2 separate regions of the Mus musculus genome follow, and region 2 is linked to region 1. Evidence: chromatin contacts called from public Hi-C data. All regions are on one chromosome and are shown on one strand. The core of a region is the stretch at or near the end of the contact, and the rest is flanking DNA. Distances in the headings are between cores, read along the strand shown.

Region 1 (2,700 bases), core at 120-2,619:
AATCTTAAAAGAGTGGGCACTAGCATTCTGTAGATCAGTGGTTCTCAACCTCCCTGGTGCTGCAGTCATTTAATACAGTTCCTCACGTTGTTGTGAGCCCCAACCATAGAACTACCTTTGTCACTAATTATAACTGTAATTTGCTACTGTTGTGAATGGTAATGTAAATATCTGTGTTTGTCAATGGTCTTAGGATACCCCTGTGGGAGTTGAGAACCACTGCCCGTAGATGAAGGGAACACTGTAGAGATGGAAGACAGGTAACCTGAGTCCTGCTGGAAGCGGTGTCTTTGGTGAGCAGTTCCTGGGCCGCTGGAGCGGTTCCAGAGCTAGATCTGCGGTCATGTGAATCTACAGCACAGAAAGCACCGAACATACAGCGCGTGCCTGAGGCTGAAGGATGGGAACAGCATCCACAAGGTGCCTGATGCTCTTGAGCCAATCAAAGTTCTCATTTCATCACTGCAGGGGGAAGCTGGGTGCTAGGCTCCTGGGCTTTTTCTGCACTGCTTTTGTTACAGTTTACTGTGATCTATAATTATTTTGAAATCAAAAGAAGGCAAAGATGATAGAGAAGGCACCCTTAGTGCTACCGAGCTGCCCCACCAGTTAACAGATCCTGCTGTTACTTCCTGTTTTTATTTGGGTTTGTTTGTCCAAAACTGGGTCTCATTCTGTATCACAGGTTAGACTGGAACTCACTCTGTAAGTTCAGTTATTCTCAAATACCCAGTGATCCTCCTGCCTTAGCCTTCTTCCTGCTGTCAGATGAACTGCCATGCCTGACTTCCTGCCCTCACTCTTAGGGAGAGTACCCTGAGTTCCAGGTGCTTTGGAAACTCTTATGGTAAAAAAACAATCAAACACTGACAAGGAGCCATACAATTAAGAAGCTGTTGTTCAATGGCTGTATGAAATAAAGAAGAGAGTAGAATCCCAACATTCAGATCAAAGGGAAGGTCCCACATAGAAACCTACTCTCTTAAGACCTAGAGCCCCAGTCAGAGAGAAAGAGTTTGAGCCAAGGAGCACATCTGACAAGTCCCTCAGCCTTGATTGCCTTTGTACCCCGGGACCCCACTCACAGCAATGGGACTCTGGTGTTGGCACTAGCAGGTTCAATGGAACTGTAGTAGGCTGAGTGACAACTGTTCTCAGTGTTGAGAACCTGGAGTGAACACAGCCTGAGGTAGCTAGCCCACGTCACCTTGGAGAGCCTTTGGTGGGACTGACAGTGCAGCTATCGTGTGGGTAGGAGCTCAGTCACTGCTAAGTCAGAATGCTTATTCCATGTGCAGAGATCGGAGTAGTCGTTCTCCAGGCCGTTCCGGCCCTGACATCCTATGCTGCCATGAGTCATCTGGCTGATCCAGTCATGGACTCAGCAGCCCCTGGTTCTCTCTGCTCTCTGTTTCCCGGCAGCAAACATGAAATCACCTAGTACTGTGCCAAATATTTGACACTCATCGTGGACAGCTTATATTATTGACTATAGTTTTATCTATCTTGTCCCAAAACTAAATTTCCAGTTTCCCCTGAGACAAAGTTGACTGTTACTTATACCCCTAATGTTCTTTCGCACAGCACACGTAACGGCAAGTTTTAATTGAACAGAATTCAACAGCAAAAGCTAACAATTTTAGTTTAAATATTTGATAGATTTAACCATCTGAATGTACAAGAAGTTAAAAGTTCTACGAAGTAAAAAAACTACCACAAAAATTAATATAACAATAGCAAATTGGGCAATATATTTGCAACGTAAATGAAAGATAACAATCCAAGCATAGATAAGCAAGCAGAGGAAAGCCAAACAGATGACTGGCAAACTTGCCAGACACATAACCAAGAGACGTAATCTACCAGATCAGCAAACACCAGCAGGTTATTCAGTGCCAGTGATGATGTGAAAAGAAAAGTCATTCATATTCTCTGCTCATTCCTAGCAATGATGACAGTGAAGATGCAGTAAAAGGGCCTCTGTTGATGTGTGTCAGGCATCTCTGTCGAGATCTTAGATTCCATCCAGTGAACAGCCAGTGGTAGGGCTGGATCACATGGTATGGCTGGATCACATGGTAGTTCTATTCAGCCTGTTGGTGTGCCTGGATCACACAGTGTGGCTGGATCACACAGTGTGGCTGGATCATACAGTGTGGTTGGATCACATGGTATGGCTGGATCACATGGTAGTTCTATTCAGCCTGTTGGTGTGCCTGGATCATACAGTGTGCCTGGATCACACAGTGTGGCTGGATCACATGTTAGTTCTATTCAGCCTGTGGTGTGGCTGGATCACACAGTGTGGCTGGATCACACAGTGTGGCTGGATCACATGGTAGTTCTATTCAGCCTGTGGTGTGCCTGGATCACACAGTGTGCCTGGATCACACAGTATGGCTGGATCACACGGTGTGGCTGGATCACACAGTGTGGCTGGATCACAGTGTGGCTGGATCACATGGTAGTTCTATTCTTAGTTTTTTGAGGGAGCCTCTGTACCAGTTTCCAGTGCAGCTGCACTAGTTCACATGCCCACCAGCGGCTCCTCCCCAACCCAGCGTCCTCACCAGCTTGTGCTGCTTCTTATCTTCTAGACTTTACCCTTGGCCTAGGGTGAAATGGGTTCTCCATGTAGCATTTCCCAGGTAGCTAAGAATGTTGAACAGTTCACATATTTATCAGCTATTTGTTTTTTCT
Region 2 (2,700 bases), core at 190-2,689, 140 kb before region 1:
AACAGGTGGCTAATTTCTCACTCCTTCAGCTGCTCTTCTTAGTTTCTAGACTCTTCAGATGAGGAGGATCCAACCTGAGGGACTCAGTCCTCAACTCTTTATTCTGCCAATTTTTTGTGTGTTGCCATAAGGAAGATTTTAAACCAAAAAGACAGTTCTAAAATAAATAATTTTCATCAAAACAGTGTTTTAAACTTTAGACAGACACACAACAAAAAGCTACGTCATCTTTTGTCTTCTTATTTTGCCCTAGAATCATCTAAGACCTAGATGATGATTAAAGGAAAAAAGCCACCCAGATTGCCCCAGTCTGTCTATTACACTTTTCCGAATCTGTGGCCTTTCAGGCTGTCTCGTCCCTTCCTTTTGCTTTGGTCCTGTCTTCTCACACCTGTTACTCCTGACTCTCTCCATGACTCTCAAATTCATTCATTGGCTAACCTCCAGGATCAACGGGTGGCAGACTGCCTTTGTACTCAGAGTTAAAGAGTGTGTAGTGCCTAGAATGACACAGCAATTTTCTGTCACCTCCTTCAAGCCACATACCACCCCTAGTGTGAAGTGATTTATCATAAATTTATTACACCCACTCTTGGAAGCTATCACAGACATCCAAGTTCCCGAGAACAGAAACTGCTCATCTTTCATCTCCATATCCCATGCACCTGGTCAGTATCTGGCCCAGAACAGCGTCTCCACAGTTTCTAATTAAATTTGTTTATGTTAAATGGAAAAGTTCTTCACTTCAGTTATTATATTTCCCTGCCTGATCCCAGAACTAATTCAGCCAGAGAGACTTCAAAAGAATGGCATTTGGATCCCATCCCAACCTCATCTTCCTTCTACGCATTGCTACATCTTATTCTCAGAAAGGATGTCATCCAAGAGCGATAGGATTTGGAGTGAGATGCAGCCAAGAGCCATTAAACAAGCAAGAGATGACCAATACTCTCTCCTCTGTGGCACTTCCTCCTACTCTCTTCTGTGGGGAACTGATTCATTCGGTACAAATGCAAGTTCAAGATACAGTCCATCTGGGGGCCGGCTCCTGTCACATGAGTACTGGTCATTTTGTAAACCTCTATAACTCAGCACTTTGAACATACTTTTAAGTATTAACCTGAATAACCTTTATGGAGAATTTGTTCAGCAGGAGAAGAAAAAAAAAGAGTAAAAGTAATTAAAACTAATGAAAAGAGCCATACTGGTGGCCTGAAGCCTTTATCTTTTTAGAGGTAGGGGATTTCAGAGATAGGTAAAGCATAAACAAACAAACAAACAAACAAACACCCCTGGATTCTAGAGGTTTTCCTAATCAATGCTCTCTCTAGCCTCCATCCTTAAATGGATTCAGTTTCTTCACTGCCTACATCAAATCCCTGGCTTGGTGTAATCCAAGAATGAGTAGAACTGCTATGAGAGATCTAAAAGAAAAGATGACTCATCTTCTCCTCCTGGCTTCCTTTACGGCGCTGTGAAAGGAGGCCATGAGGGCAAGCAGAACAATGTTTATTACCAATAGAAGCAGAGGGTGGATGTGAGGAAGAAGACCAGACATGCATACAGACAGACTCAGAGGGACCCTGAAGCACCCAGATTAGGACAATGGCAGGAAAAAGGCTCTCTGAGTGCCAGCTCTGGCATGAGATTCTGGCAGGTACCCACACATACCAGGCACTCTGCATGAGCAGCAAGAACCTGACTTTGAAATTTCCTTCATTTCTCTCTGATCTGTTAAAAACTTTTAAAAATCTCATAATTGGTTTCAGGTCAGCTGAACATAGCCATATGCCAGCCTTTTAGATCACTCCCTTGATTCTTGGGCACATGCTTAGCCCAGAACATGACAATGACCGGGAACGAGAGGGAATATGAGCACTACTTCCCGTAACTTAAGACATAACCTTGGAATTGACCCCTTGACCCATGCACAAGTGGTCTTCCTTCAAGACAAAGAGTAGAAGATGAATAGTAAAGTCAGGGCAGATTGGTATTAGAAATCCAGACATGGGACATGTTCATGGAAGGTTTTTGGAGCCCAGAGGTGTCCCTTTCCACTCAGAATCTGGTATGGAGCCAACAGTGTTTGAAATAGCCCAAAGTATATTTGAAAAATATACTTTTAAACCCTTTTCACTTTCAATATGAGGAACTTCTTTCAGAAAACTTCCTCTAATGTATTAAAAGCATGTTAGATTCAACCATTTACATCCTTTCCAAAACAAATGTTAGAAAAACCAAATTCAGCTTTCACATTCTTAATATCAAAAGTGTGCCCCCAAGCAAATCCCACAATTTTTCTCTTTCTTCCTCCTTTTCATTTGCCCTGATTTCATATACAAGAGAATCAGAAATGTGTGTCCCAGAGTGATATTTCAGGAGTCATGTGATAGCCACTGGGAACAGGGGCAGTGATGCTCTCCCGGTAAATGAGAGAATAAGGAAAAAGAATTACAGAAAAGTTAAATGAGTTGAAACAAAACCAACAGTGCCTCAGAACAATGCTATTCCATTTACCAGGTGCCTGGTGAAGGCACCGATGAGCTTATTAGAGTATTAGCCTCTCCAGATCCCAGGGAAGGGGACAGACACTAGAGGAATGAATGAATGTGACAAAGTTGAAGAGCCATGTGATAAGATGTCCCCAGGGCTCAGCACATACCTGGCTGAATCTCATCAGAAGGACATTGACAAAGCTAC

Evidence for each region. A called contact is a pair of places that touch in the nucleus more often than the background predicts.
Region 2: a Hi-C map of muscle stem cells shows a contact between it and region 1, with 2.4 times the contacts expected there. The contact joins two enhancer-like sites. A contact is called at or near these places in 1 of 15 datasets of contacts at CTCF or cohesin (the NIH/3T3 cell line), 9 of 484 Hi-C or Micro-C datasets (the C2C12 cell line, the HL-1 cell line, the N1E-115 cell line and 4 more), 2 of 115 datasets of contacts at active chromatin or transcription factors (embryonic stem cells and fibro-adipogenic progenitors) and 1 of 9 other capture datasets (embryonic stem cells).

Annotation. Positions count from the first base shown.
Region 1 is chr9:23,024,125-23,026,824 of GRCm38.p6, reverse strand. All of the region lies in intron 1 of Gm36743 (a long non-coding RNA gene), which reads right to left. Among named protein-coding and RNA genes, the nearest start is that of Gm36743, 29 kb to the right of the region's middle. Within about 2 kb of position 1,369, at least 27 of the 459 cell types and tissues checked have an H3K27ac peak or open chromatin away from gene starts, as enhancers often do. A contact at or near this core is called in the N1E-115 cell line, adipose-derived mesenchymal stem cells and muscle stem cells, where this site is marked.
Region 2 is chr9:23,166,125-23,168,824 of GRCm38.p6, reverse strand. No RefSeq gene overlaps it. Among named protein-coding and RNA genes, the nearest start is that of Bmper, 56 kb to the left of the region's middle. Within about 2 kb of position 1,439, at least 53 of the 459 cell types and tissues checked have an H3K27ac peak or open chromatin away from gene starts, as enhancers often do. A contact at or near this core is called in the N1E-115 cell line, adipose-derived mesenchymal stem cells and muscle stem cells, where this site is marked.